2 separate regions of the Mus musculus genome follow, and region 1 is linked to region 2. A link is a contact called in public Hi-C data. All regions are on one chromosome and are shown on one strand. Each heading gives the region's core, a stretch centred on a gene start, on an enhancer-like site or on the middle of the called end of the contact. The rest is flanking DNA. Distances are from core to core; before and after follow the strand shown.

Evidence for each region. Hi-C and Micro-C count contacts between places; a contact is called where the count stands out from the background.
Region 1: a Hi-C map of bone marrow-derived macrophages shows a contact between it and region 2, with 25 read pairs. The contact joins two enhancer-like sites. A contact is called at or near these places in 3 of 484 Hi-C or Micro-C datasets (CD8 T cells, bone marrow-derived macrophages and nephron progenitors) and 1 of 9 other capture datasets (pancreatic islet).

Annotation. Positions count from the first base shown.
Region 1 is chr16:11,223,261-11,227,021 of GRCm38.p6, reverse strand. Gspt1 (G1 to S phase transition 1) reads left to right here. Exons shown (of 15, transcript NM_146066.2): 12 at 2,429-2,602; 13 at 3,721-3,761. 2610020C07Rik (RIKEN cDNA 2610020C07 gene) reads right to left here. Exons shown (of 3, transcript NR_038156.1): 2 at 3,667-3,761; 3 at 1,226-2,897. Among named protein-coding and RNA genes, the nearest start is that of 2610020C07Rik, 22 kb to the right of the region's middle. Within about 2 kb of position 1,516, at least 9 of the 459 cell types and tissues checked have an H3K27ac peak or open chromatin away from gene starts, as enhancers often do. A contact at or near this core is called in bone marrow-derived macrophages, where this site is marked.
Region 2 is chr16:11,383,066-11,386,943 of GRCm38.p6, reverse strand. The region is part of intron 4 of Snx29 (sorting nexin 29); the gene reads right to left. Among named protein-coding and RNA genes, the nearest start is that of Snx29, 62 kb to the right of the region's middle. Within about 2 kb of position 1,308, at least 73 of the 459 cell types and tissues checked have an H3K27ac peak or open chromatin away from gene starts, as enhancers often do. A contact at or near this core is called in bone marrow-derived macrophages, where this site is marked.

The DNA of each region.
Region 1 (3,761 bases), core at 267-2,766, 160 kb after region 2:
ATACGTGGCAGGTCATTCAGGACCCTCTCATTAGCTGAAAACTTTGTTAGTTTTTTCTTTCTTTCACTTAATAAAAGCCTTGATCTGTTAGGACTATAGCGATAGCTCAGCATTTTCAGAATATCTGAGTTCCATTCCCAGCACCCATGTCAGGTGGCTCACAACCATCTGTAAAAGATTAAAAAATAATGCCACTATCCTTTCAAGAAAAGAAAACTATAACATGCTCCAACACGGACAAACTAACGAAGGCATTATGTAAAGTGAAAGCCAACTACAAAAAATCAGAGATTATTTGTGTTTATATTTGTGGTGCTGGAAGTTGAACCGAAGGGCTTGTATGTGCTGAGCAGGCATTCATTCTGCCACTGAGTTATAGTCCCAGCCCTTTATGTGAGATCCCTAGAAATAATGGTATGGTGAAGTGCTTAGAGATAATGTATTGTTGTTTATTGACTATGTGTAATTTCACATTTGCAACATGAGAAGAGTCCAGTTTTGAATTGCTTAGCAGTGTTAACTTCACCCGTTCATTTATGACCTTACTACTACCAGCTTTATGCTTAAAGACAGTAAATTTTAGGGGGTCAAGAGTTGGGTTGATGACTGAGTGCTTGCTGCTGTTGCAGAGTACCGGAATTTAGTTCCAGCAATTTGGGCAGCTTACAAATCTTCTTGTCTCTGGTTCCATAATGTTCTCTGGGTTTTCTGGGCACCTGTACTCACTTGGTATACACATCAATATAAATAAAGCTTTTTTAAAAATGTACTTTACAATTTTTCACAGCTGGGTGTGGTAGTGCAAATCTGTAATCTCAGCACTTGGGAGGCATAGGGAGGACATTCTGGAATTCAAGGTCATAGTAGGTTATAAAGTGCTTTGAGGTCCTTAGGTAACTTAAAAAATTAATTAATCTCAGCACTCAGGAGGCAGAGGCAGACTGATTTCTGAGTTTGAGGCCAGCCTGGTCTACAGAGTGAGTTCTAGGGCTATACAGAGAAACCCTGTCTCCAAACCATAAAAACAAAAACAAAAAAATATTTAAGGGCTGGCAGGATGACTCATTATATAAAAGATTTGACCCTTGATACCTAGAATCCACATAAAGAAAAAGGAGAGAAACACTCCACAGTTGTCCTCTGACCTCTGTTCCATATGTACCATGCACACCAACACCTACCCACGCCCAAACCAGATATACAGTAAAAACAAACAAATCCTGTTAATGGGTTTAAAGCTAGATTTGATGATTTTTATTTGATGTATTATAAAATTATACCAAGAAACAAATTGATGTTTTTAATGCTTTCTAGGTAAATACCTCCTTAATTGAGGATTGACCTGCTGTGGGGGAAAAATTCTTGAATTCTGAAATTTAAATTTAAGAGAGTTAAAAATCCAGTTATTAAATTTGATGTTTGTCTTAGTTTCCTGTGGTTGATAAAATACTCTGAGAGAAACAACTCAAGGAAGAGGCTGGAGAGGTGACTCAGCTCTTAAAGGGAACTTGATTCATGCAATACACGGCACTCTTCACACAGAGATGAGCACACACCTATATATAAATGAAAGTAATTTTCTAAAACCAAAGCAATGAGGCTGGAGAGATGGTTTAGTGGTTAAGGAGCTCTTTCTTGCTCTTGCTGACGACCTGGGTTCATTTCCCAACAGTGACACAGTGGCTCCCAGTGAAACATCTCTCCAGTTCCAGGGCATCTGATGTTACCACTTCTGACCTTTCAGGCACCAGGCACACATGTGGGTAAAACACTCATGCTTAAAATCAATAGTTTTGGGGAGCTGAGCGAAGCAACTCAAAGGACCAAGGCTTTATTTCAGCTCTTCTTAGTTAAAGGGTACAGTCCATCAAGGCAGGAAAGTCAAAGCCACAGAAGTTCGAAGGCACTGATCTATCACAATGCATTTGTGAACAGAGGAGGATAAACACTAGCGCTCCGCTCACTTTCTCCCAGCTCAGAATGACCTCGGCCACAGTAAAGCGGATTCTTCCCACATCAGTTAGCTTAAGGGAATTGTGTGCAAGCGTGCCCAGGGACTGACCCTCACAGGTGCACCTGGGCATTTACCTCTTAGTGATTCTAGATCTTGTCAGGTTGACAGTACTAATCATTACAATGGTTTCATTCTGAAAATGAAGTTTGTTCTGTATTCTACTTAGAAGTTGTTAGAATGTGTTGTTTAAAAACAACAAATTGTGACATCTGCAACCGCAGCAGGCGGCAGAGTGCTTGTCTGACAAGCCAAGATTGACCCCCTTTCTTTTCCTCAAAAGTTTATTTCTGGCTAAAATATTTTATCTTTATTTTGACTTTTAGATTTGTAGCTTCTTAATAAGCATCAAGGTAATTTTATATCTTATAAAATGTGCATGTGTCAGAAAACTTCCAACTTTGGTTTCTTTTTAAGCACAACGTGGAAGTTCTTGGAATACTTTCTGATGATGTAGAAACGGACTCTGTAGCTCCAGGTGAAAACCTCAAAATCAGACTGAAAGGAATTGAAGAGGAAGAGATTCTTCCAGGATTCATCCTTTGTGATCTTAATAATCTTTGTCATTCTGGACGCACATTTGATGCTCAGGTAAAGATCATCTTCATGGTTGTTAAAACTTAATTTCAGTGCCTTTGTCCTGAGTATTTGTGACATGCCACATGACCTGTATCAGAGGGACTCATTTGTACATTACAACTATAGTATCTCACAGTTCCAAGATGCTGTAAAAATTTACCAGGTAGGGGCTGGAGAGATGATTCAGCGGTTAAGAGCACCGGCTGCTCCTGAAGGTCGTCCTGAGTTCAAACCTCAGCAACCACATGATGGCTCACAGTCATCTGTAACGAGCTCTTCTGGATTGTCTGAAGACAGCTACAGTATACTTAAATATAATAATAAATAAATACATCTTTTTTTTTTTAATTACCAGGTAGTATTTTCTTGTAAATTTCATTTTATTTTTGGTTTGTTGGTAAAATTTAAGTAATGTTTACTTTGTAAAGGTTTTAGACTTGGGTCTGCTTATATTTAACCTGACCATCTTGGGAGAGTAAGAACAAATGACTGGTACCATTAACAGAACTTTTTGAGTACTGTTAAATAAACCGGAGCTAGAGCGATCTCTCAGTGGTTAAGAGACTTGCTGCTCTCACAGCAGTTCCAAGTACCTGCAGGTTAGAACTACCTATAATTCCAATTCCATTGGTTCCAGCACCCTTTTCTGACTTTCTTATGTACCAGGTTTGCAGGTGGTGCACAGACAAAACAATGTAGGCAAGACTATGACTCAAGACACATAAACTCAAATAAATCTAAATCCTTCCCCCAAAAAAGTATGACTTAAGCTTTTGTTGTTTTTTTTAATGCCAAATACATTCTGTTGTTTACTGACTGCCTTGAGTATTGAGAAATGGTTAAGCTATGGGAAGCTCACGTCTAGGTAATGTGCTCCTGTGTTCCATGGGTAATGCACAGTGTCGGCTTCCTAGTCTGCCTGGTGAACTGACATCTACCAGGCCCTTGCCCGTTTCCATACAGGGCACTGGGTATCGTAGAGCTGAGGTTGGACAACTTGAAGTATCCTAGCAACAAAATAACAAGGTAGAAGTAGAGTAAAAGAAAGTGAGGACTGTTACTGCTTGGGATATTACCTTTAGAGCATTGAAGATAGTTCTGAGGCTTTTCTTTTGTTTTTATTTTGACAGATAGTGATTATAGAGCACAAGTCCATCATCTGCCCAGGGTA
Region 2 (3,878 bases), core at 59-2,558:
ACCCAACGTTTTACACAGGGAGATGATAGAGATTTGAACTCAGATTCTCAAGTTTGCACAGCAAGCACTCTGACCCACCAAACCATCTCTCTAGCCCCAGAAAGCAGGGCTTCTAAAGCTTGTGACTTGTTTTCTTTTAGATGTGTACTTGATCTTTGAAGAGACTACTCATTCCTGAAATGAGTAAAGGACCCAAGGAACTTCCAAGATGGTAATCTCCTCAAAAGTTGACAAATCAGGTATCAAATATGAGCCTTCATGAAACATCAAAATACCTTTAAAACAGCCAGCAGTCACAACATCCCCAAGAAACATTAGTCTAACTATACCAGACTGCTTCTCAGTACAGGGATTAAACCAGGCACATGCTAGGCAAGCACCATGCCACTGAGGTATTCTCCTCTTTACAGAGGCAGGATATCTTTTGAACTAGCAATTCTCCTGCATCAGCACCCAGAACTTAACATAGTGAAACCCACTCATGCATTCATTTCCCTTGCATTGGCATTGACCCTATGCCACCTAGATGTCAAGGTCCCTCCCTGGGGCCCCATGGACATCTTCACAGTCTAGGACCCATGGGTTGAGGAACAGCATCCAAATAGCTCTCCCAGTAAGGCCAACCATGAGGTTAGGATAGATGGCTCAGCAGTTAAGAGCACTGACTATTCTTCCAGTGGATCTGAGTTCAATTTCCAGCAACCACATGGTGGCTTACAACAATCTGTAATGGGGTCTGATGCCCTCTTCTATAGACAGAGGCAGTGTACTCACATATATAAAATAAATAAATATATCATTAAAAAAAATAAGGCCAGCCATTCTTTACCATTGCTAACCACTTCTGTTAGTAACCCTGGACACAGTTCAGTATTCTCTCCACATGGTCAGCAGACATCCTTCCGAGGCATCTTCACCAGAAGCAGATTTGCAAGTTCATAACAATAACAACGAAACCCCAAGAAGGAACTGAAAGCACCGCATGGAGAGAGAAGACACACAGAGCGGACTTCCCCATTCAACCAAGAGGAGGGCCAGGCTTTCCTGGCACATGCACCTTCCTCAGAAGCCAGTTCTATAGAAATTAAATCATTGCCCAAGGGGACTCAGAATCAAAACGTAAACTCTGCTTTGAGTTAAGTGCAATGGACCGTTTTCAAAAATCCCCACCAAGGCTCAAGAAGTCAGTATTTTATTGAAAGATGGGGAAAGAAAGCTGGGGTTAGCTTCCCAGGAAAAGTAGTACTTTGACAAAAGTCATGATTCTGACACAGTCCTCGGTCACCTCTATGATGTATAGACTCTAAGCTACAGCAGTAAGTAAGTCCGGATCTGGCCACTTCCCTTCCAGGAAAAGCAACAGGCTGGAGAGCAGGCCATGCATACCATCTGGAGTCCTTACAGAGGTCGGGTTCAGGATTGCTGAGACAATCAGGGTGAACTGGGTAGGGAGGTCAAGGAAAGATGCGAGGAATCTCTAAGGCGTATCTATTAAAACCACAGTGAGCTAGCACATTGTGTTCATTTGGAGATAGCAGGTCGTGCCCTGTTGGGAATTGGTTCTAATGCTTTGTCTTAATTTGGCTCTCAAAAGCTGCACTGCCAGACCTGAGAACCCCTGCCACCAGCTGGCTTCAATTGATAATAAAGGATTGACTGACGTACAGTCAATGGCTGGGCAGGAAGATGGAGGCAGGACCCTTAGATTGCTTGGGCAAGGGAGAGAGGAGAAGAACAAGAGACTGGCCATGACTTGGAGGCAGAGGGATCAGATTTAAGAGCTATAGGAGAAAAATCATCCAGCAATGTAGGTGGAAAGGGAAAGTGGCCCATGGGGGTTGGAGGAGGGGGCTGCCCAGAAGGTAACAGGGCAGGAAAGATAAAATATACATTTAGAAGGTGTTAAGCTAGGAATCCCAGAGTGGGATTCGGGGAAGTTTTGAAGTATCCAACCATTGAGCTAGTCAAGGCATATCAAAATCAGCTGGCGCGAGTCCATGCCCATGTGCATGAACATGTGTGTCTTTCATTCGAGAACCCAGAGCTCTTGGGCTGGTACAGCCTATGAGCAATCCTGCCAGGAGCCAGAGTGGTTTAATTAATTTACTGCTATGGCTATTAGTTTTTGTGGGTTTTTTTTTTAAGCCAAAGAAAATGACGTGGAGACATGATGAAGTAAGATGGTGACCTGATAAGAAGAGAGGCATGAACGAGGAGTGCTCTCTCACTGAGGTGGCACTGATGGTGATCATGAGCCACTACAGAAAGGCTCTGAGCTGAGCATCTGATGATGAGGGGCTCCTGAAGCCACTGCACTGCTGAGTGGGCAGCAAAGCGAGGCAGCACTGAGAACAACGTGTTAAACACAAGGCCAGAGACTGCAGACGGGCTTGCTGCCAGGCCTGACAGCCGGAGCTCCAGCCTTGGGCCCCAGGCAGAGGAAGGAGTACACACAAACACACACACACTCACACACACATACACTCACACACATATACACATACACACTCACACACATACACTCTCACACACATTCACACACTCACACACACACTCACACACACATACACTCACACACATATACACATACACACTCACACACATACACTCTCACATTCACACACACACTCACATACTGTCTCACATACATTCACACACATATACTCACACACATATACATACACACACTCATACACTCACTCACACTCACACACACATTCACACATACATACACACTAATTAAGTAATTTTTTTATTTTAAAAAAGGTCAGTGAGATGGGAGATGGCACCACAGGCAAAAGCACTTGCCACGTAAGCCTGATGACCTGAGTTTGACCCCCCAGGACCTATGTGGTAAAAGGAGAAAACTCACCCACAAGCTGCCCTTTGACCTCCACCTGCACAATGGGGTATGCATACAGCATGCACATAAATAAATAAAATAAAATTTTATATTAAACATAAGATTACCAGGACATCCAGCCATTCCACTTCTGGGTAAATATTAAAAGAACTAAAAGCAAAAAAGCACAAATATTTATTTTCCCATGGTCATAGCAACATTACAACAGTCAACAAGAAACCCAAGTGCTGATCAGGTAAAAGAAAATATGATTATCTATATACTAGAATATTACTCAGCCTTAAAAGGGGGAGATGACATTGTAGGGTGGGTGAACTGGAAGACGCTGTGGTAAATGAAGCCAGATACAAAAGAGCACTGTGCACATTTCACTTACATGACGTGCCTACGGGAGTCAAGTGCCCTAAGACAGAGGAGAATGCTGGCAGTGGCTGCTAGGGGCTGGGGGTTGGAGGCTAGAACTTAGAATTAGCATTTTAATGAGTACATCGTTTCAGTTTAGGAGTATCAACATGGTATGGAAGTAGTTAATGCCACTGAACTATAGACTCCTTTTTTTTTTAGACTTATTTCCAGTGTGTTACTGGTTTGCCTCCACGTGCCCATGGAAGCCAGAAGAGATGTCTAATCCCCTGGAGCTGGAGTTACAGATTGTGAGCCACCATGTAGGTGCTGAGACTCAAGCTGGGTCCTCTGTGGAACAACAAGCATTCTACACCACTGAGCTGCATCTCCAGCCCCAAGTTGCAGACATTCAATGGTTAAGATAATATACTTTATTATACCTATTTTACCTGAATTGTGTATTTTGTATGCACATGTGTGAGTGCACTCCCTTGGGTGTGCACCTGTGGAGGCCAGTAGTAAGCATTAGGAATCTTCCTCGATTGCTCTGCACCCTCTATTGTGTGTTCGTGTACACTGTGGGGCATTCCTGAGAGGTGTGGATGCCAGAGAACAACTCACAGGAGTCACTTCTCTCTTTCTAAGGAGTCACTGTCACATAAGACTAGTG